7 separate regions of the Mus musculus genome follow, and regions 1, 2, 3, 4, 6 and 7 are each linked to region 5. The links are chromatin contacts, called in public ChIA-PET, HiChIP or PLAC-seq and promoter capture Hi-C maps. All regions are on one chromosome and are shown on one strand. The core of a region is the stretch at or near the end of the contact, and the rest is flanking DNA. Distances in the headings are between cores, read along the strand shown.

Evidence for each region. Promoter capture Hi-C pulls out the DNA fragments that hold promoters and counts their contacts. ChIA-PET counts read pairs in DNA pulled down with a chosen protein or histone mark. HiChIP or PLAC-seq counts read pairs in DNA pulled down with a chosen protein or histone mark.
Region 1: a contact with region 5 is called in a promoter capture Hi-C map of hematopoietic stem and progenitor cells, with 2.8 times the contacts expected there. The contact joins the promoter of Dctn6 here to the promoter of Tnks in region 5. A contact is called at or near these places in 5 of 39 promoter capture datasets (the C10 cell line, cranial neural crest, embryonic stem cells and 2 more), 4 of 484 Hi-C or Micro-C datasets (B cells, CD8 T cells, memory CD8 T cells and 1 more), 7 of 115 datasets of contacts at active chromatin or transcription factors (astrocytes, bone marrow-derived macrophages, embryonic stem cells and 3 more) and 2 of 9 other capture datasets (adipose tissue and macrophages).
Region 2: an RNA polymerase II ChIA-PET map of memory CD8 T cells shows a contact between it and region 5, with 6 times the contacts expected there. The contact joins the enhancer-like site here to the promoter of Tnks in region 5. A contact is called at or near these places in 2 of 39 promoter capture datasets (embryonic stem cells and hippocampal neurons), 14 of 484 Hi-C or Micro-C datasets (the Ba/F3 cell line, CD4 T cells, CD8 T cells and 10 more), 12 of 115 datasets of contacts at active chromatin or transcription factors (the 230-238 cell line, acute myeloid leukemia, bone marrow-derived macrophages and 8 more) and 4 of 9 other capture datasets (adipose tissue, embryonic stem cells, liver and 1 more).
Region 3: a contact with region 5 is called in a promoter capture Hi-C map of neutrophils, with 2.7 times the contacts expected there. The contact joins the enhancer-like site here to the promoter of Tnks in region 5. A contact is called at or near these places in 6 of 39 promoter capture datasets (the C10 cell line, cranial neural crest, embryonic stem cells and 3 more), 1 of 484 Hi-C or Micro-C datasets (CD8 T cells), 17 of 115 datasets of contacts at active chromatin or transcription factors (acute myeloid leukemia, bone marrow-derived macrophages, craniofacial prominence and 12 more) and 3 of 9 other capture datasets (adipose tissue, embryonic stem cells and macrophages).
Region 4: a promoter capture Hi-C map of the 3T3-L1 cell line shows a contact between it and region 5, with 2.5 times the contacts expected there. The contact joins the promoter of Cldn23 here to the promoter of Tnks in region 5. A contact is called at or near these places in 1 of 39 promoter capture datasets (the 3T3-L1 cell line) and 1 of 115 datasets of contacts at active chromatin or transcription factors (pro-B cells).
Region 6: a contact with region 5 is called in an H3K4me3 HiChIP or PLAC-seq map of bone marrow-derived macrophages, with 3 times the contacts expected there. The contact joins the enhancer-like site here to the promoter of Tnks in region 5. A contact is called at or near these places in 7 of 39 promoter capture datasets (the 3T3-L1 cell line, the C10 cell line, cranial neural crest and 4 more), 1 of 484 Hi-C or Micro-C datasets (CD8 T cells), 13 of 115 datasets of contacts at active chromatin or transcription factors (acute myeloid leukemia, bone marrow-derived macrophages, double positive thymocytes and 10 more) and 3 of 9 other capture datasets (adipose tissue, embryonic stem cells and macrophages).
Region 7: a contact with region 5 is called in an H3K4me3 HiChIP or PLAC-seq map of bone marrow-derived macrophages, with 4 times the contacts expected there. The contact joins the enhancer-like site here to the promoter of Tnks in region 5. A contact is called at or near these places in 6 of 39 promoter capture datasets (the 3T3-L1 cell line, cranial neural crest, embryonic stem cells and 3 more), 7 of 484 Hi-C or Micro-C datasets (CD4 T cells, DN3 thymocytes, the G1E-ER4 cell line and 4 more), 8 of 115 datasets of contacts at active chromatin or transcription factors (the NIH/3T3 cell line, acute myeloid leukemia, bone marrow-derived macrophages and 5 more) and 1 of 9 other capture datasets (embryonic stem cells).

The regions. Positions count from the first base shown.
Region 1 is chr8:34,107,119-34,110,099 of GRCm38.p6, forward strand. Dctn6 (dynactin 6) reads right to left here and starts at 1,594. Exons shown (of 7, transcript NM_011722.4): 1 at 1,301-1,594. The coding sequence starts at 1,323. It also overlaps a transcript of Mboat4 not described here.
Region 2 is chr8:34,162,380-34,165,228 of GRCm38.p6, forward strand. It overlaps Saraf (store-operated calcium entry-associated regulatory factor), which reads left to right. Exons shown (of 6, transcript NM_026432.4): 3 at 2,762-2,849. Among named protein-coding and RNA genes, the nearest start is that of Mir6395, 2.9 kb to the right of the region's middle. Within about 2 kb of position 1,457, at least 67 of the 459 cell types and tissues checked have an H3K27ac peak or open chromatin away from gene starts, as enhancers often do. A contact at or near this core is called in CD8 T cells, the HPC-7 cell line, Th1 cells and 4 more, where this site is marked.
Region 3 is chr8:34,206,996-34,209,767 of GRCm38.p6, forward strand. No RefSeq gene overlaps it. Among named protein-coding and RNA genes, the nearest start is that of Gm29243, 8.4 kb to the right of the region's middle. Within about 2 kb of position 1,271, at least 70 of the 459 cell types and tissues checked have an H3K27ac peak or open chromatin away from gene starts, as enhancers often do. A contact at or near this core is called in CD8 T cells, acute myeloid leukemia, bone marrow-derived macrophages and 3 more, where this site is marked.
Region 4 is chr8:35,824,899-35,827,847 of GRCm38.p6, forward strand. Cldn23 (claudin 23) reads right to left here and starts at 1,661. Exons shown (of 1, transcript NM_027998.4): 1 at 1-1,661. The coding sequence starts at 1,434. The coding sequence ends at 544.
Region 5 is chr8:34,964,055-34,967,125 of GRCm38.p6, forward strand. It overlaps Tnks (tankyrase, TRF1-interacting ankyrin-related ADP-ribose polymerase), which reads right to left and starts at 1,636. Exons shown (of 27, transcript NM_175091.3): 1 at 960-1,636. The coding sequence starts at 1,611.
Region 6 is chr8:34,228,224-34,231,049 of GRCm38.p6, forward strand. No RefSeq gene overlaps it. Among named protein-coding and RNA genes, the nearest start is that of Gm29243, 13 kb to the left of the region's middle. Within about 2 kb of position 1,403, at least 16 of the 459 cell types and tissues checked have an H3K27ac peak or open chromatin away from gene starts, as enhancers often do. A contact at or near this core is called in CD8 T cells, bone marrow-derived macrophages and memory CD8 T cells, where this site is marked.
Region 7 is chr8:34,178,518-34,181,382 of GRCm38.p6, forward strand. No RefSeq gene overlaps it. Among named protein-coding and RNA genes, the nearest start is that of Gm33638, 6.8 kb to the left of the region's middle. Within about 2 kb of position 1,559, at least 2 of the 459 cell types and tissues checked have an H3K27ac peak or open chromatin away from gene starts, as enhancers often do. A contact at or near this core is called in bone marrow-derived macrophages, where this site is marked.

The DNA of each region.
Region 1 (2,981 bases), core at 344-2,843, 860 kb before region 5:
TATGAAAAAAAGTTTTTAATACAGCTATGCTGACTCTGTAGCTAAGAAAAAGGTTTTAAGAGATTCATGGAAAAATAGCAAGTCAGTGGTAAGAATGTTTAATGTATTATGAACTTCTTAAGTGGCACACAGCCTATTAGGCCAAAATCACATATACTTTTAAATGCTTAACAAAACAGCTTTGGATTTTATTTCTTAACAGTATTCTAACTGTTCTGTCTTGCTTTCTGTCGCTGTGATAAAGACCATGACCAAATGCAGCGTGGGGAGGAGACGGTTTATTCGCCTTACACTTCCTGCTCACCATGCCCAGGGAGCTCAGGGCAGGAACTATGACTGCTTACTGGCCCACTTGCTAAGTAGCTTTCTTAAATGGCCCAGGCCTACCCGACTGGAGATGGCTCTGCCCACAGTGGGATGGGCCTTCCCATCTCAATCACAGATCAAGACACTCACCCCGACATGGACGATCCTTCAATTGAGGTTCCCTCTTCCCAGATGACTCTAAGTTGTTTCAAGCTGACAGTTAGAACTCATCAGGACACTAACCCTAGAATTTCTACAGACCATCAAATGATAATGCATACCACAAAGTTCTTAGAGCAAAGTTTATTCCTGGGGCGTCACTGTTCTGACACCAGTATTCTCGATTCTGAGCCGAAAGTTGCCCAGAAACACCCTGTCTCTCTAGATCTTTGTCCTGTGATAACTGAATGCTTGCTTCCGGGGCGATCCACGCCCTCTTCTGGCTTGAGAGACAACATTCACACGCACACACCTTAACACCGATACATGCATATACATACAGCTGTATATGTATATGTATATCTCAAGACATTAATCCCAGGACAAAGGAGGCAACGGCAAATGAATCCCTATGCTTTTCTGTTATCCATGCGGTCTCTTTCCACCAACGGCTCTCACTGGTGAAGACTGTGACAGGAAAAGCCATAGTTGCCGGCCCTGGGCTCTCAGGCACTGACATAAGGATGACAGCATCAGTGTCTTCTTCCAGGCCTCCCTCTTCCTGATCAGAGGCAGGGCCGACGGTGCAGCCACCGCTGAGCAGCCTTCTCGCCCGCACAACCTCCCTCAGCCTCCCTGAGTCCCCCACGCAGCCCCAATGGAGTCTGCGCAGGCGTGCTGGGATGGGTGGGGGTCACGGAACAAACCCTCTCCGCCCCCACACCCCACGGACGCCAGGTATGGGATTATGGAGCCATCCACCTATACACCGTCTCAGTGCCCCCACGCCGCGACCAGAAACGGGTTCTGCCCCTGCGGAGGTGTTAACACGTACCTCTTTTGCGTCTTCTCCGCCATCGTCAAGCCCGGGTCTCAGGAAGAGCTGAGATCGATTTTTGCAGCCTGGCTAGAGCGATGATCTCTGCATGGGATTGCAGAGCCTGGCACGGCCTGGGAGAGGCGGGGCCTGAGAGACCCGCCTTCTGCTTTCCAGGTTCGCGCTTGCGTGCTGAGGATGGTTTGCTTTTCGGGGTTGGCTTGGCTTGCTTCGCTTCTGCCTCCTGGAAAGTCGTTTTTTCCACTTGACAGTGTTTACCAAGTCTATCCTAACCCCATCAGCCCTGATCCTTATCGTTAAGTTCACTCTACGTTTAACTTCCTCCCTAAGCCTGTCAAAATCTCTTTTGAACATCAAATCCAGTTTTTAAACGTCTCTTTACAAGCGCGCGCGTGCGCGCGTATGCGTGTGTATGTGTGTGTGCTTGGCTCTTCTGAGGCTTTGTCATCTCACGCTATTAAACTTTGAAGAAACCAAGCTGTCTTTCCATCTCCCAACTACTGCTACGTAGGACCCAGGTGGCATAATAAGGATTCATTCTGAGAAGCAAAACCAGCAGGAGATATGAATTACGAGGGTTTTGTTAGGAATTAGTTAGGGATCTGCTGTGCAAGTTCGAAACCCGTAGATCAAGCTGGGACTTTTTCATTTGGAAGGCCAAGCTGCTACCCACAGGTGGAATTTCTTCTTTTCAGGGGGGAAGTTTCAGTGTTGCTCTGAACCCTTTAAACTGATTGAATCTGGCCCACTCCTGGTTATCCGGGACAATCTGTTTCTTAATTAAGCAATTTCTAGTCACACCAAGAAATATCTTAAAGGGGGTGTGTTGGGGCTGTTGGCTCAGTTGGTACAGTGCTTGCTTAGCATGCATGAAGTCCAGAGTTCATTCCAGAGAGTCACACGAAACTGGCCATGGCAGAACCCACCCATAAACCCAGCCCAGGAAGGATCACAAATTCAAGGTCACCCTTGGTTACTCAGAGTTATGGCTCCTGCCATTTTCCTGGTTTTTATAGTGGTTGTTGTATTGTTTTAACAGTTTTTCTAGTGTGGTTTATTCTTTTTTATGATTTCTCAGAGGGACTTGTTTCTCTCTTCAATCTGAAAGATTCCTTCAGGTCTTCTGTAGACCTGGCTTAGTGGTAATGTGTTCTTTGAGTCTGGTTTTGTTTGTTTGTTTGTTTGTTTGTTTTTGGTTTTTGAGACAGGGTTTCTCTGTATAGCCCTGGCTATCCTGGAACTAACTCTGTAGACCAGGCTGGTCTCGAACTCAGAAATCTACCTGTCTCTGCCTCCGGAGTGCTGGGATCAAAGGCGTGCGCCACCACTGCCCAGCTTTGAGTCTGTTTTTGCAGTAGAAAGTGTTTATTTTTCCTTTAGCTAGAACACGTAGGTTTAGTGGGTGCAGTACCAGAGTACTTTCAGACTTTGAAATACATCATTGTGAGCTCTTGCAAGACGTTTAAAGTTTCAGCTGAACAGCCTACCTTCATTCAGAGGGACACACCTGTTCAGGTGATGTGGTGTGGTGATGCTCTCTTGCACTTTAAATACACTTTTTTTTTTCTTTTATGGTCCTCCATGTTAGTGTTTTAAATACAGTATGACAGGGGAGGTTCTTTTCTGGTCTTCCTGTCTAGTGCTTCCTGTATCTACTTCCTCAATCTCCCTAAACCTG
Region 2 (2,849 bases), core at 207-2,706, 800 kb before region 5:
TGTGTCTCCTGTAGTTGGAACTTAAGCCTGTGTATTAACGAGCTTCCCTCCAAGATGGAGGTTAAGCAGAGTCTCACTCTGTAGGCCTGGTGGCCTGGAACTGGCTGTGTGGACCAGGCTGACCTCAAACTCATAGTGATTTCCTTGCGGCTTCTTCCCAAGTCTTGGGATTAGAGGCATACAGCAACAAAAAGAAAAATAGCATATTATGTAAATAAAAAACATTTGGGCTTGAAAGAAATCATCAAGAAAGATGCCCCAAAGCTGGGTTTGGTGGCCCACGCCTTTAATCCCAGTGCTCAGGAGGCTGAGGCAGGTGGATTTCTGAGTTGGAGGCCAGCCTGGTCTACAGAGTGAGTTCCAGGACAGCCAGAGGTTCATAGTGAGATCCTGTCTTAAAAGCCTCCAAAATGAGCGAGAGAGAGAGAGAGAGAGAGAGAGAGAGAGAGAGAGGGGAGGGGAGGGGAGGGGAGGGGAGGGGAGGGGAGAGGAGAGGGAAGAGAAGAGAGGGAGAGAGAGGGGGAGAGAGAGGAGAGAGAGGGAGAGAGAGAGGGGAGAGAGAGGAGAGGGAGAGAGAGGGAGAGAGAGAGAAAAGAGGGGAGAGAGGGAGAGAGAGGGGAGAAAGGGGAGAGAGAGGGAGAGAGAGAGGGGAGAGAGAGGAGAGGGAGAGAGAGGGAGAGAGAGAGAAAAGAAAAGAGAGGGGAGAGAGAGGGGAGAGAGGGGGGAGAGAGAGGAGAGGGAGAGAGAGGGAGGGAGGGAGGAAGAGAGAGAGAGAAAACAAAAAGAAAGATGCCCTAATTATGCCTCTCCTATACATACATATACTCCTATGTATTCAAGAGAACTAAAGACACATTTCTTCCCCAAATCTATAAAGATATTTGCAGGAATATTCAAATAGCTAAAACCTAGAGACAGCTGGAATGTCCTTTGGGAATGAGTCATACAGTGTAGTCCATTCCTAAGGTAGAGTGTTGTTTAAGTCATTAGGAAGGACAAGGTGCTGCTTGATACTGTAACACGGGTGGGCTTTGAAAATGCTCTGCTGAAGGAAGACAGCAGTTACAGACTCCTTGGAGTCTCCTCACAGGAAATGGCTAAGTAGGGGGAGGTAAAGCAGACAGGGTGGGGGCCAGGAAGGGGAAGTGGCAGCTGTGCACGGGCTGAGGTTTCTTTGGGGATTGTCGAATTACACCTCAGCCTAGCTATTTATTATAAACAGTAAAACAGTGCACCTGAACTTGAAAGAGAATTTGAACAAAACACAACCAACAGAACCGGTTACACTGGCCTGGCTTGTACCTCTAAACCTTGGGAGGAAAACATCTTATCTGTCTACTTAGTTTTTGATGGTGCTGTTGTACATGGATGTTGTACATGCTCAGCCCCTGCCTGCCTTACACTCCAGTCTGAGTTTTGTTGTTTTGATGAGAGATATTTCTGTGTTCCCTGGCTGGCCTGAAACATGGTGTGCAGCCTCAGCTGGCCTTGGACTTGAGCCTTTGGGCAGTCATCTCTGGCTGAAACCCTGTTTTCTCTAGGTCTCTTCTCCCCCCACCCCCCCACCCCCTGTAAAATGTAAGCATCATGGACTCTTTTTGGAGTTTTATAAATATTGTTTTAAAAAAGTTAAAGAAGATTATGTGGGATTAGCCCCTGTAAAGTCAGTCCATGCTTTTAGAAAACGTGCATGGGAAGTTTTGCTTTGCAGAAATCATTAGCTCTTATTTATCTGACGCTTGTTTAACAACCATTTCACTGTGTTCACATCATTTCCCGTTCCTTTTTCTAAGTCCTCTCACACACTCCCCTTGAATTCACGGCCTTTTCCCCTTTAGTTGTTATTACTGTATATATACAATAATATACAATATACATAATTAATATTTAAATACAATGTGCTGAGTCCCTTCACTTTTGCAAGCATGTGTATTCTTAGAACTGACCAGGTGGTATTAGATAACCAGTTAGGGGGTTCTTCCCTGATACTGATTCTTTAATGATTAACATCTAAACCATCTAGCTGTACAGGATGTACCTATGACAACAGTGGCAATCAGGTGATAGTTTGAAGATTTGCCTTTGTTTTATAAATTGTGGAATAACTGACATGTGTTGTCTTAGTTGCTGTAAAGAGACACCATAACCATGGCAACTCTTATAAAGGAAAACATCTAATTTGGGGCTGGCTTACAGTTTCAGTGGTTTAGTCAGTATTATGGTGGGATGCACGGCAGGATATAGGCAGACTTGGTGTGGGAGGAGCTGAGAGCTCTACATCTTTATCTGTAGGCAGCAGAGTCTGTGTGCCACACTGGGCATAGCTTGAGCATAGGAGACCTCAAAGTCCACCCCCACAGTGACACACTTCCTCTAACAAGGCCAAACCTCCTACTAGTGCCACTCACTATGGGCCAGGCATTCAAATTCATGAGTCTATAGGGGCCAAATCTATTCAGATTACTACATCTGCTGGCTGTGTTGGTGCAGACCTTTAATCTCTGTGAGTTCAAGGCCAGCCTTGTCTACAAAGTAAGTCCAGGACAGCCAGGGCTACACAGAGAAACCTTGACTCTAAAAACAAAACAAAACAAAAACAATTACCTCCCCCGACCCCTACAACACGTACAGAAGGATGTGCAATGTGCCATCTGGGGAATAAGGAAAAGCGACAGAGTGAGTGCTCGTGTACCCGCCCGCCAGCAGTCTAAGAAGCACCCAGTAGACCTAGTCTCTGACGTTGACGCTCTCTCTTTCACAGTGGGAATGTAAGACCGACTTGGATATTGCATACAAATTTGGCAAAACTGTGGTGAGCTGTGAAGGCTACGAGTCCTCTGAAGACCAGT
Region 3 (2,772 bases), core at 21-2,520, 760 kb before region 5:
AACTCAGGACCTCTGGAAGAGCAGTCAGTGTTCTTAACCGCTGAGCCATCTCTCCAGCTCCCAAGTGAACTTTTAAATCACATTTGGATAGGAAGGTCTCACAGGATTTAATTTGACTAAAAAAATAAAGGATTAAAAAAATATCTCTTGTGTCACGGAGCTACGTAAAGCAATGTACATATATTACCTATAGTTGCCTGCTCTACTTAAAAAATTAAAATTGCACTCATTTATTAGTTACTTGCATACTGCATGCGGGTAAATGCCTGCCATGGGGAGTTAGTTTTCTCTTTCTACCGTGTGACCCCCCCCCCACCCCCCACCCCCGGGATGAAATCAGGTGGCCGGACTTGTCTCTCACGTTAGATTCTAGGTGGCTCCAGGTCCACCTCATGACTCTCTCCACACAGAAAGCTCCAGTGATTAAAGGTTGGTTATCCAGGGGCTGCATCATGGTTGAGCTGGTATCGGGGCAGGGCATGTGTATGGGTGGAACACAGTTGCTTGCCATTGAATAGTCCTTTCAGCACAAACACTCAAGCGAACCAAGCCAACAAATCCATACAACAAACATGCAGACTTGTGTGTGTGGAGAACTATGTGAAGAGATGCTACACTGGGACAAGCCACGGCTTGCGCCAGAGACTGGCTTCTCAGAGGAACCCACTGTCCAGCCAGGATGCCTTCCTTGGCAAGCTTTTCCTGCCTGGGCCTCTGTCTTCACTTTGTGGGCTTTGAGATCTTGCAGGGTATGGTGATTTGCATAAGAGTGGCCCCCACACACTATAGATTTGAATGCTTGGTCACCAGGGAGTAGCACTATTTGCAAGTATTGGGAGGTGTGGCCTTGTTGGAGGTGCCAAGAAACCTACAAGGAGAGCTTGTCTCCTCTGCTCTGAGTGTGGGGCACCTGCCACCTGTTTCCTGAGGGCTCTGTCACTGGGCTGGAGCTGGGGCTTGATGAAACCAGTGCAAACTCAGGCTTAGTAGGTGACGGTATTGCCAGAAGCCCGCTCGCGGCAGCGCCTCATTTCTGCTTTTGCAGACATCCTGGCTTCAGCAAAAGGCGGTGCAGAGAATGCTGCACGGATGTTGTCCTTTGGGTGCAGGTTTGCTGAGTGGGCAGGTGGTGCTAGTATCTACTGGAGCAAGTTGCTAAGGTTGGAACCCAAACCAGAAAAATGGTAGGTGTGCCGTGGGGTAGAGACAAGAACAGCTGCAGTATTCAGGGGAGTGAGTCAGCGGAAAGAGCCTCCTTCCTCCTCTGGCACTGAGCTCGTGAGGCCAGCCCACCTTCCTGACTGCCCAGATCCATCTAAGCATCACCGGGGCTGCTGTTTCTGTATGTCAGGGCAAATTCTGCCTTGCTCGCACTTTAGCCGCGTCGGTAGTTTTGTCTTGGGTGGTGTGGTGGTATGTGGGGGCTCCTCAGTGCCTGTGGTTTTGAGTCTCTCCCTCTCTCCTTGTAAAATGAAGAAGTTGGTAAAATGTCTGACCCTGCTCTTTCCTACCAAGAAGGACTGGCAAGAGGGTGTAGGTTGGTGTCTGTGGTCGAAGAGTAATCACTGAGTTTCACTGGTGGTTCTTCCAAAGCCAGGGCTGTAGGTTGGACTTGGGAATTCCGTTTCTGGAACAAGCCCTGGAGGCTAATGAAGGGGGTGGTGCTTATGCTAAAGTTCTGTTCTCCAATTGGTTCTTGATTTGTCAATAAAGGAGGCCAGGACCAATTGCTGGGTAGAAGGTACAGGCAGAACTTCTGGGTTCCAGGAGGAAAAGGCAGGGACACAGAGAGGGGCTTTTCTACCATGCTTTGGAGGACGAAGAACACAAGAACCATGTAAGGTCTCAGGGAGGGGGCAGCTAGGGCCTGCAGCCTCTGCTATAAGCGGGTGGACAAGGATGTTTGGCAGGGGCTAGATGGGACTAGCCACTAAGTTTAGGGCAGGTGGAAAGATGGAGATAATAAATTGCTAAGGGCATGCTTTTCTAGGTGAGAGATATCTGAGCCCAGCAATTGTGTCAAGAAGACAAACTGTGGAGGAATAAACTGTGTGTGTCTTTTATCCACAGATTGAAGGGTCTTGGGTGGGAGCTGGTAGTGTGGTCACCTCCCTGAGCAAAGGCCAGTAAACAAAAGGGAAACAGGGAGGGGCTTTGCTGACCCTGGCAAAGGTGGTAAACAGGCTAACCCAGACTTATAAAGAGGACAAGAAATTAGATGCCTTCCGGTGATCTCTTGTGTCAATCAAAACCTTCCCTGTGTGCCCCTGAAACTGCTTGTTGTTCTTCCAAGTTTAGTTGCTTTTCAGTCATGGACAAATCAACGTGGGGGTATTTAGGTCTTGTGCACGCAGGACTTGACCAGCAAGAAGACGCTGCAACAGGATCCTTCTGCACACGTTTATTGGGAGAGCTTGATTGCAGAGGCGAAGAAACCCTGAGCCCAGAACTGGTGCTGCTTTTATAGGCCTAGGAGAGGCGTGTCTCACACCTGGATTGGTTATGCACTACGCCTCATTTGCATGTTCCTCATCTGATTGGCTACTCTCTCTCAGTACCTCACAGAGCCTCATTATCATACCTCATTTGCATGTCTCACATCTGATTGGTTACTCTCTCTCAGTACCTTACAGAACCTCATTATCATACCTCATTTGCATGTCTCACATCTGATTGGTTATACTCTCAGTACCTTACAGAACCTCATTATCATACCTCATTTGCATGTCTCACATCTGATTGGTTATACTCTCAGTACCTTACAGAACCTCA
Region 4 (2,949 bases), core at 411-2,910, 860 kb after region 5:
GAAACAAGTGATTAGAAAAGATAAATACTATATATGCACAGAGAAATATAAATAGGAGTTAAACAAGTCACTTCACTTCATAAAAGCCATTAAAGCTGCTGGCTTTATGTCATAACCTTCAAATATAGCCAGACTTAACATTTTTGGCCATTTATGTTCTCTGGAGACTGAAGCAGGGAGAAAAGCAAAAAACCTCGAGAATGATGTTTGTGAAGGCTCACGGTAACTTAGAATACTGTACGTTCAGGGACGTTTTAAAGCCTGTTGGCTGATTGCAATTTTGTTGCTACTGCGATGAACAGTATGCAAAGAAAACACTACGCACTCTTGTCACTGCATAAGAAGACCTGGTCCCTCTGGAGAGAAAAGTAAAACTCCTTAAAAGATAAATGAACCCAACCTAGTATTTGGAGAGGAGTTTGGCCCTAGAAAAGGAAGGCTTGCCCTCCAGTTAGAGGAAGGCGACCAGGGTTCTAGTTGCAGATGTACTGGCAGAAGTTCAAGTCACCCTCAGACTCCAGGCAGAGCTCAGGTGAACCCTGTCTACAGGTCGGAGTCACAGGGCAGCGAATTTTGGCAGGGCCGAGTGCTGCGAGAGGAGGAACCACCTTGGGAGGTGGCTGTCTTCTTTTCTTCTCCCTCAAGCACATCCATCGGGTTGGTGTAGGACTTGGGTGGCGGTCGTGGCATCGGGAATCCAACCTTGAGCTTGCTGGTGTCCCTGTGCTCTGCGGTGGGAGGAGGCCGATGCTGTCCGTCGCTGTAGTACTTGATGGCAGGTGTGAGCGCTGGTTCCGGCCAGTCCACGTAGACGGTGCTGATGCTGCTGCGGCGCGGGCCTGCTGGGGGCGCCTTGCGACAGCGGCGACAACGCTCTTCACACCAGGGCGCAAAGCTGAGCGCCAGAGAGAAGCCGCCCAGAAGCAGCAGGCAGCTGCCTAGGTAGCCCAGCACCAGGCTGTAGCTGACCTGCACCGTGACCGGCGAGCTCGGGGCGGCCAGGACGTCGGGATCTGACAAGAAGTGGTTATACCAGGAGACCGGGATGAGGCTGAAGAGGCCAGCGACGAAAAACACCACGCCAGAGAGGCCCGCTAGCCCGTAGTGGGGCTCATCTTGCCAACAGCGCACACCGAGGGAAGCCAGCAGCAGCCCTAGGGCGGTAGTGGCCAGTGACGTGATCATGAGTCCCCGGGCCACCTGCACAGGCTGGGTCTGGAAGTAGTTCCACTCGTCGGGCTGGCCGCACTCGCGTTCGCGACTGCTCTGCTCGCGACATATGTCCCACAGCCCCTGGTACAGCACCACGTCCACTGGCTGGTCCAGAAAGCCCTTCACCAGCCGCCAGCCCGGGGCCAGTGTACTGACAAGATTAAGCAGCAACCCGCAGGGCGTGAGCACCATGCCCAGCGTCATCACCACCGGCGTCCGCATCCTGCGTAGCCTCTTGGGTCCCTAGCAGCTGTGGCTGCTCCGCTGCGCACCCTGTCCTCGAATCTGCGAGGTTGCCGGGCTGGGTAGCAGCGATGCTCGCTGCGCTCTCTGGGCGCTCTTTGTCTCTCGCGCGGAACTGTCCCCACTGAGCCTCTCACACCAAGTCCCCTCCTCTCTCGCGTCCCAACCGCTCCGCCCTCTCGCCCAGCCGCTGTCCCTAATCGAAACCAGCTCCGAGTCCGGTCAGACCGAAACCGCGCGCCCAGGTGCGGCCCCCAAGGCCAAACCCTACCGGGTGGGAGGGGCGGGAGCGCCAGGGCCACTTGGCAAGGAGGCGACCTCGGACTCTGAGGACCCGGACACCCCACCCTAGCCCAGCCGCTCCTCCTAGCCCGGCCACTCCTCCCAGCCCGCCCGGATGGTTTAGGGCTCGAGCAAAGGTCGCCCCGCCCTCGCTCTCTCGCACTGCCTGCGCGCTTGTAGGCGGGACAAAGGGGGCGGGCCGCTAGTGTCGTCTCACCTGTCGCCTAGCTACACCTTCCCCTCTTCCCTTTCCTTCTCAGGTCCGGTCAGAAAGCAAAGCGTCCCTACACTGCCTCCAATTCTCCCCAACTCTGCCCGTGGGCCCTGCCAACACAAGTCTCTTTTCACTCCCAGCTGGTGACCAGCATCCCTCGAAAGTTTTGCGCTGCCATCTGCAGCCACGTAGGGCACAGTGGTGCGCTCAGGATGCACGGGACCTGTGTGCACCACGGTTTCCAGGCTCAGGGTGTATCCAAACAGTTGCATTATGGAAACTTTGCTAGACTTGCTTAATAAAGTCTCCACGCTCTGCCTGAAGTTTAACTCATATGAAAGGGAGAGTATTTCTGGGTTGAAGAGTTGCGAAAGAGTTTTCTCTTCAGTCTTGTAAAGTCCTGCAGTGACTTATGTGTGTGTGTTGGGGGGTGGGGGTGGCACCCTTCTCAGAGGAGAATGAGGGAAGGAACTAAATGGGGGTACTGGGAGGAGAAGGGGAGCTGTTTGGGATGTAAAGTGAATACATTTAAAAATTAATAACAAACCGTTTTTTTTTCAAGTGGATAAGAGGCTGACTCGATTTTCCCGTTCAGAACTTGGCGGGCCTATGATGTATTGGAGAAACCCAGAGGTTCTGCGAGGATGGAATATAATTGGTTATTATCCAAAGAATGTCAATTAGCTTTTTTTATTTTCATGGAAAAGGGCAAATTTGTAACCAATGAAATATAATTAGAAGGAGCACGATATTCACCTTGATTGGTTAAAAACGACAGCTTGAAAATCTGCATCGGCAAAGGCAGGAGCCAGTGATCCCTGATGTCACTGGTTTAGTGTGCAGCCTTTAATTAGCCAATTTGACAGAATACAATGTTTACAATCCACGTGCTTAGGTTTCTTTTTTAAAAGGTTTTTATAATGAGCGTATAATTACCCACAATAACGTAATATGTTTTGCTCATTGAATACCACCTACTTTGGCACTGCCTGTCAAAC
Region 5 (3,071 bases), core at 386-2,885:
TACACACTTCAAAGGTACTGTTTTAAGGGCATCACCTATATTTAAAAAAAAAAATCAACCAAAAGTATCAAAGCAGTGAGATTACAGCCCTTTTAGTTTTGTTCTACATTTCTGTGTTTTATAAAAATATTCTGCGTTTCAAAAAGAAAACAACTACATACTCAGAAGGGGGATGGGGCAAAAAAAAGTTCAGTTCAGCATTTAGCAATCAGTGCCTATGTGGAGAGTTTCCCCGCCAGAGACTTCTTCCTAGATCCTTGCTCAAACAACCTCTCATCTTTGTCTCTAAGAAAATGAGCTGAGAGACAAGGTAAATACACAATGGACCTCAAAGCTGCGCCCTCGCTCTCGCTCTCTCTCTCGCTCTCTGTCTCTCTCTGCCCCTTATCATAAGGCACACAATACCCTTATCACTACTGTCTCCGACTGGCCCGCTGTAGTCTCTCCAAACAGACAGTCGACTTCATAGAAAACGTGACGTTTCACAAACCCCATTGTCTTGCGTTGTGTATCTTAAGAATATGAGAGATTCTTAAAACACTTGTTGAGTTACCGTACACTTCTTTTGGCCCGGGACTGTCTGTCCTCCGGGGACAAAACCGTGCCGAAAACAAAAACAAAAACAAAACTGTCTCACGAACGACAAAGCTGTCCCTAAAGCGACTCAAATGCAACTTGTCCCAGGCAGGCACACTCTGAACTGAAAAAGTTTTAAGCATGCCCACATCCAGGGTTGACCGCTACACAGAGTTTGCATAAGTTGAAGTACCACGGTTGCAAACACTGAGGGGTGAATTCACACCTCGTCCCCGCTTCCAAGTCCCCACCACCCATGCACTAAAAACTTCAGCTCTCGGGGTGAAGTCCTGCTAACAACCTGTAACTTCTTTGTCCTGGGTCCAATCACCCACCCTCCGCTCCGAACCCCGTAAACCACAATTCTCAAGTCCCAGACAGACCTGCTGCGAAGTGCAGGGGAGAAGACTTTCGGCCGGCCATGTCCTTGGCATTCACGTTCGCGGCGTCCACCAACCTCTTCACCCGGGACACGTCCCCATTCCGACAGGCCTCGAGCAGCTCCCGCAGGGCCCCACTCACGGCTGGGACCCCCGGGCCGAGGCCCGCCGCCCCGGCTCCCAAAGTTGCCGTGGAGCCAACTCCGGCCGCCTCGGGACTCTCCGCTAAGCTCGAGCCAGGGGAGGACGGGGAGGAAGACGAAGACGAAGTCGGGGAAGAAGCGGACGACGCGGAGTTGTTCCCGCCGCCGCCGCCGCCGCCGGCTGGGGTGGGAGCGACCCCGACGGCGGCGGAAGCTGCCGGGACCGCGGCCGGAGCAGCCACGGTGCAGACGGCGCCGTCCACCGGGTCGGGAGATCGCGGCCTGTCGGGCGGGTCCCGGCTGCCATCCCCCTCCGGCAGCGCCAGGCCGTGCCGCGGGGAGGCGAAGGGCGCCAGGCCGCCGGCCGTAGGCGAGGCAGGGGTGGGTCCCGGGGCCAAGCCCGGGCTGAGCGGCGGGGGAGGTGGCGGTGGCGGAGCCGAAGCCCCTGGGGCGGGCTGGAGCTGTTGCTGATGATGGTGGTGATGATGCTGAGAGCGACGCGACGCCGCCATCTTCCCACTCCCCCGTACTGTCACTGCGGCAACGGCGCCACCGCCCGCCCTCACTTCCGGATTCTGGACCAATCGGGATCCAACATACCCGGAAATGATTCCTGCCGAAGTGGGTGGAGTCCGAGAGAAGAAGGGAAGTATTGGAAGCTCAGAGAACAACCAGCCTGGGGGCGTGGCTTAGTAGTGGAGCGACGGGCTTTTGTGACGCCCTGGCGGGCTGGCTGGGCAGATTTGAAAGTTGTGGTGAGCCACTACCTGTCTGAGAAACTTCTGCCTTCCTTCACTTTCTGCGGGATTGCTTCGGTCGGCTTCAGTCTTCCCTCGGGTACCCGTCAGTCTGCGGTGTCTCCCTTCAGAAGAAGCTATTAAAGTGTAACTTATGCAAACATCTACCAAACGTCCTCGTCCGAAAATGGAATTAATAGTACCCACCTCACAAAGTTGTTTGCAGGAATGAAGTGAGCTAATGCATACAAACGCTCTGAAGAATAATTATAATTAGCACATTGGGAATATTTTTAAATGCAGTGTTAGATATCTCTCCACCTTACTGTCTCTTTGTACTGTCTCTTACGTCTCATTCTGACACGGGACAGGAGGGAAGGATAAGGGAACTTTATTCTCTAAGAGCATTTGTACTTAATACCGGAGAAAGGAATCCATGCACATACACACTGTCAATAGCTCAGTGTTGGGGTCTGAGAGTCGGATTATTGAATTTATACCCTAATACTGATTAGATCATGGACATAGCTCAGAATTATCTGAACTACATTATCTTTTTCTGTCAGCTTATAAAGGAAAACACACACACACAAACGACAATGAGATCTTTCTCAGGTGCAGGAAGTTCTGCCAGGTGATCAGGTCTGATTTAAGCCATTTTTGACATAACAGTTCATAATGACCTTTAATTTGATGGGCCCTATGTAAAGCTTTGTGGAATTCCTTAAGATTAACAAACCTCAGGACATACAGAACATAACAGGGGATGTGACCAGCATGACCCTTCTCTGAGTCAAACTATTTTTCTATGTCAAAGGCTGGTAGGCATATTACAGCAACAATATGAAATAGCTGGCAAGCATGGAACAAAATGGCCGCAACTATGCTAGTGGGTCAGGAGGACACACCGCTTGGTTTGTCTCTTCAGAGTTAAATCTGACTAAGGATGCTCTGAGAGGCATGCAAGACTCACTGGCATTGGGAGTATGCAAACCTAACTAGACAGAGAATAAGAAGGGACAGGAATGAGCAATGGGGGAGCGGGGTGGGGGAGGGGGAGCACCAGACGAGAATCTCGGAGACTGAGCAGACCACATGACATGAGAGACGTGGCCGTACTCTGGAATGACTGACTTCTTTCTTCTGCTTTGCTAGCGCAGAGACAACAGGTAAAGCAAGTCTCTAAAATGTTAATCCTGTCCTCTCAGATTACAGACACTTTGAAAAGAGCAGTT
Region 6 (2,826 bases), core at 153-2,652, 740 kb before region 5:
CGGGGCTAGTTATGATTGACATTGATTCCCAACTTGACAAGCTCTAGCGTTACCAAGGAAATAAACTTCTGGGAAAGTCTAGGAGGGAGTGTCTAGGTTGGTTTAGTTGAACTGGTGAGACTAGCCCTATAGGTGGGCATCACCATTACGTGGATCCAGGTCTGAAAGAAAAGGAGAGAGTAAATCAACCACCAGCCTCCACGGCTCTCTGCTTCCTGCCTGTGGATACAATGTAACCAGGCACCTACGATCCCATTACCAGAATGGATTGTATCTCTTCCTACGGGAGGCCCAAGCAAACCTTTCTTCCTTAAGTTGCTTCATGGCAGGTATTTGGTCACCACAATGAAGAAACAGTAACTAATCCAGCTACCAATATGGAAAGGCTAGCAACAGAAACAGCTAAGCAAGGAGTCTCCTGCCCAGGTAAAGACACATGGCTTTTGAGATGGTGTCTTGAGAAGTTTCAGTCGGCCATGTTATATGCTTTTGATGGCAAAAGGCCAACAGTATCACGTGTTTGGCTCCTTCCTAAATGTTCTAATGAGTAGCTCATATAATCATTTTCTGAGCCTCAGTCTTCCCTCACATTCCATGGAAGAAGGAACCTCTTTAATTCTGTATGTAGGATTTTTATTTATTTACAGAATAAGGCACTTGTTTTTCTAAAATATTTGTATTACATTTTATTTATTTTATTGGGGCGTGGTAGTGGTACATATTTCCTAGCCTCCCTCCCTCTCCCTCTCCCTCTCTCTCTCTCTCTGTGTGTGTATATGTGTGTGTGTGTGAGAGAGACAGAGAGAGACAGAGAGAGAGACAGAGAAACACAGAGAGAGACACAGAGAGAGACAGAGAGAGAGAGATCATGAGTTTTTTGCAGGTCACAGAACAATTTATAGGACTCTGTTCTTTCCACCATGTGGATTCATGAGATCAAATTCAGGCCATAAGGCTTGGTCGCAGGAGTCTTTAACCACTCAGCCCTGTTGCTGGCTTTGACTGCTTCCTGCCCCCAAGACAGGGTCTCTCTCTCTCTCTCTCTCTCTCCTCTCTCTCTCTGTTTTTCTCTCTCTCCCTTATGTAGCTCTCGCTGTCCTGAAACTATGTAGAATAAGCTGGCCTTGAACTCTCAGAGTTCCACCTGCTTCTGCTTTTTCAGTGCTGAAATTAAAGGTGTAGGCCACTGTGCCTTTTAAAAAAATGTGGGACAGGGTCTTTCTGCTGGTGTGTACCATCCCACCTGGCTGGTGTGTAGGCATTTTCACATTTATTCTACTTGATGAGGCCTATAGTTTGGGCCTCAGTATTTGTACTTCACATGCCTAAAGCCAGCAGCCCTGACTCCTGTCTCTTTAGGTCATGTTGGTGAAGAGACTATATGACATCACAGGCAGCACTTGCAGCACTTGCTGGCCACCAGGTCTGTGACGCTTGGGTTATATTTAGTACAGAGGAAGCAAAGGCAGACAGCTATGAACTCACCATTGTTCCAAGCAGGGCGGAGTCCACTGAGTCTGTGGGGCCAACTTCTCAAGGATCTTTTTCCTGTGAATTAACGTAGGTTGGTCTTCCATGGGGAGCTGTGGTCAGTGGGTAGGGCATTGTGTGTTTCCATCTCATTGTCAAGAACCAGCTGTTTATGTTAAAAAAAAAAAGACCTTACATTTAATTAGAACCACTTAATGTTATTTTTCTCTCTGTGTGTACGTTTCCACAAACATGGGCCATGTCATATAGGTAGAGGGCTCTCTTTCTACAATATGGATCCTGATGGACGGACTTCATGGGCTCTGGATTGATAGAGGAAGCCATTCCCCACTCAGCCAGCTCACTGGCCCCAACCTTAGGTGGTATTCAACTTACTGAGCATCATTTTTTTAATTATAAAGTAATAAATGGTTAACAGTTTAATGCTGTTGAATGCTGCATTTTTTATAGTATTATTTGTTTCTGGGGACATTTCTCTAAAATAAGTGTGTGTGCATGTAAAATAATTACTGAAAACAGCATAGGTCATATTTTTAAATAAAAATTTATCCTCTAAGTATTATTTTAAAGTTTCATATGTGTATTGTATTTACACAGTTTCTCCTCTCCCTTTTCTTCTTTCACCTGGTACTATGTATCCCCACTCCCCTCTCAAATTAATGGCCTCTTTTCCTTTAATTATTAGTATCATATACATACAGACACACACATACACATATGCAAAAATACTGAGTATGTTTAGTGTTGTTCGTGTGTGTGTGTGTGTGTGTGTGTGTGTGTGTGTGTGTGTGTGTGCGTGTGTGTTTAGGGCTGACCAGTTGGTAATGAATAGCTAATTGGGGGTTCATCCCAAGGAAGAATGATTCTCTCTTAGCAGTCACTAGTTGCCAGTAGCTCTTCCTCTAGGGATAGGACCTTGTATAATCTCCCCTGCTTCTATGTCGCCAAGCCAACTGGTGCTATTGATGCTTATTATAGATGTTCAAAGAAACCTAACCCTGAACTTTGAATCAGCTTTAGCTACAATGACACTAACCTATATATCTCAAGAGATGGGAGGTCTTGAGAGGATCTGTCTTGTTACGGTAAGGTCCTTTGAACATTTAAGTACAGACCCATTTACATTATACCTCAGTGATTTCAACAGAGAAGGGATGGCTTTCCCACAGTGCAATGGACAGCAGATTAGCCTTCCACACTAGCCTGGCAAGGTCAAGGTCCTTTAAAGGATTTATTTTTATTCCTGTGTATGGATATGTGTTTGTGTGAGTGTGTGCCTCCTGCGTGTGGGTGTCCAGTGTCAGACCTCCTGGGGTTACAGTTCCCATGGGTCCT
Region 7 (2,865 bases), core at 309-2,808, 790 kb before region 5:
TTTCGAGACAGGGTTGCTCTGTATAGCCCTGGCTGTCCTGGAACTCATGCTATAGATCAGGCTGGCCATGAACTCAGAAATCCACCTGCCTATGTCTCCCAAATGCTGGAATTTAAGGCACGTGCCATCACTGCCTGGCCAGATGAGTGCAGTTTATATCTTCAGTGTATGTGCTGCTTGGGTTTGTAGAATATTGAGATCCATGCCGAAATGTGGACTCAGGACGTGACTGTCGGAAGACCTGCCACCTGGACACAGTCTTCCAACTTTCTGCATGGGTGGGTAACTGAGTCACGATGAAGTCCATCTTTGTCTCAGTAAGACAGCCTCCATGCTCTTCAGGGAATAAATCTAGGGTGAATAGGCAGCCATTGCTTTGGGGGGAGCCCATAACAGGGCTTTAATAAGTGGCTTCAGGAACACCCTTGCTTACAGTCTGTAGAGATCAAAGGTTGCCCAAGAGGGAGGAAGGGGGTTCTCTAGGATATCCAACAGGCTAACAGAAGGAAATGCACCTACGTTTCTCAGAAACCGTTTGGGTTCACGAATGCTGCCTTTGGGATGTTGAGGCACCTTTTACAAGAGGAAGGGGAGGATGGTGTCATGGTTAGGGTTACATCACCAAAAGCAACTCAGCGGAGAAAGGGCTTATTTAGTGTATACTTCCGCAGCACCGTTTATCATTGGAAGAAGCTAGGACCGGAGCTCAAGCAGGGCAGGAACCGGGAGGCAGGAGCTGATGCAGAGCAGGGCAGCACACATGGTGCTGGAACGGTAGCTGAAGGCTAGATCCTGGATTGTAGACTGAGAAAGAGGGAGAGAGGGAAGGAGGGAAGAAGGGAGAGAGAGAGAGAGAGAGAGAGAGAGAGAGAGAGAGAGAGAGAGAGAGAATGTGTGTGTGCAGTTTGTGTGACTGTGAGTCTGTGTGTGTGCTTGTTATGAACACAGGAGAGATTTAGGTTGTTGATATCACTGCTAATAACTGTCTGTCTGTCTGTCTTCCTTTTTTTTTTCTTTCTTGATGTTGCTGGGACCTGAACCCAGGGTCTTGCCTGTGGCAAGCATTTGTTTCAGTACTGAGTCACACACACACATACATTCAGACTTCACTACTCGCTTTTATAGCTATAGTGATTGTCATACATTAATCAATGGGTAGGGCAGTGCCTGGTTTCCATGTTATACAGTTGTTCATAATATCACCTATCGAAAATTGGAGTGCTAGAGAGATGGCTCAGCGGTTAAGGGCACTTTCTGTTCTTGCAGAAGACCCAGGTTCAGTTCCCAACACCTATATGGTGTCTTACAACAATCTGCAACTCCAGTTTCAGGAGATCCAATAACATCTTCTGACTCCTGTGGGCATCAGACATGCATATGGTACACAGTCATGCATGCAAGTAAAACACTCATACACATAAAAGAAAAATAATATGTCTTAAGAAGAAAAAGTTGTGATAAAGCAACTCATGGTAGAAAGAAAACCCACATTTGAAAACGTGTATTTCTTTGAGGCATTGGCTATCCTGGTTTCTAAGCTCATGTTTTTCTTGTGCCACTAGAGGGCAGCAATGGTCCATTTTGCAAAGTAGTACTTCCTACTGCAGGACAGTGTAATCCCTTTAACTACATTTATTTATTTCTATCTTAAACTGTTAATGTACATCAGGTTATGCTGTTGTAGACTTTCTAGGTAGATAATTTTTTTGCAGACTGTTATGAGCGATAAGTTATTTCTTCTAAAGTTACTTTTTATACAAAAAGTTCTCTGACATGGTAATAGGGGTAACATCTGCTATAAATGATGTGTGTTTGTGGTGTGTGCCCGCTTTCTTTAGGCCACATGTTGACACTGAGAGCTATCGTCAATCGATTTCCACTTTAATTTTTGAGGCAGGTTCTCTTACTGAATCTGGGACTTAAGTATTTGGCTAGGTAAGCTGGCCAGTAAAGTCCAGGGCTCCTCCTGCCTTTGCCTCCCCAGCACTGGGACTGAAGGTGGGTACACTTGCGTTTGACTTTTATGCAGGTCTGGGGATCTAGACTTAAGTTCTTTCTTTCTCTCTCTCTCTTTCTTTCTTTCTTTCTTTCTTTCTTTCTTCCTTTCTTAAGATTTATTTATTTATTATATGTAAATACACTGTAGCTGTCTTCAGATGCACCAGAAGACAGCATTAGATCCTATTATGGATGATTGTGAGCCACCATGTGGTTCCTGGGATTTGAACTCAGGACCTTCAGAAGAGCAGTCAGTGCTCTTAACCACTGAGCCATCTTTCCAGCCCCCTAGACTCAGGTTTTCATGCTGTGAGATAAACACTTTATTGACTGAGCCATCTCCCTAATCCCTAGTTTTACACTTTCAGTCATATGGGATCTGACTCTTTCCCAAATATCAAAATATATGTGTATTTGGAGTCTTTCTCAACTCTTCTGTTACTGTCTAAGCTGTCCCCGGTCACTTCAGTCCTGTGTCCTCTGACAGACAACTTGCATGAGTTAGGTCAGGTCATGCTACGCTGCAGCACAAGCCTTCCCATGTCTCCCCAGCTTGGTCACCAGGTGGCTCACACTAAGTGCTCAGTGCTAAATGGGGCATCAATCACTTCTCCAAAGCTCATGGAACCTCAGGAAGAAGGGGCAGAAAGTCTGTCTGAGCCAGAGGATGGGGAGGAGGGATGTGAAACGCTGCTGTAGGGGTGCACACAGCTATTGTACTTTTGAACTCATGATAACTATGGTTACGGGGACATGATCAAGTCAACAAGACCAGCCAGCATCCTGGCAGGCAGCACTTATAGCACTCAATGGTTGTGAAGGGGGATAGGCACACATTGAGAGGGCGTGGGGTGTGTGGGAGAGACT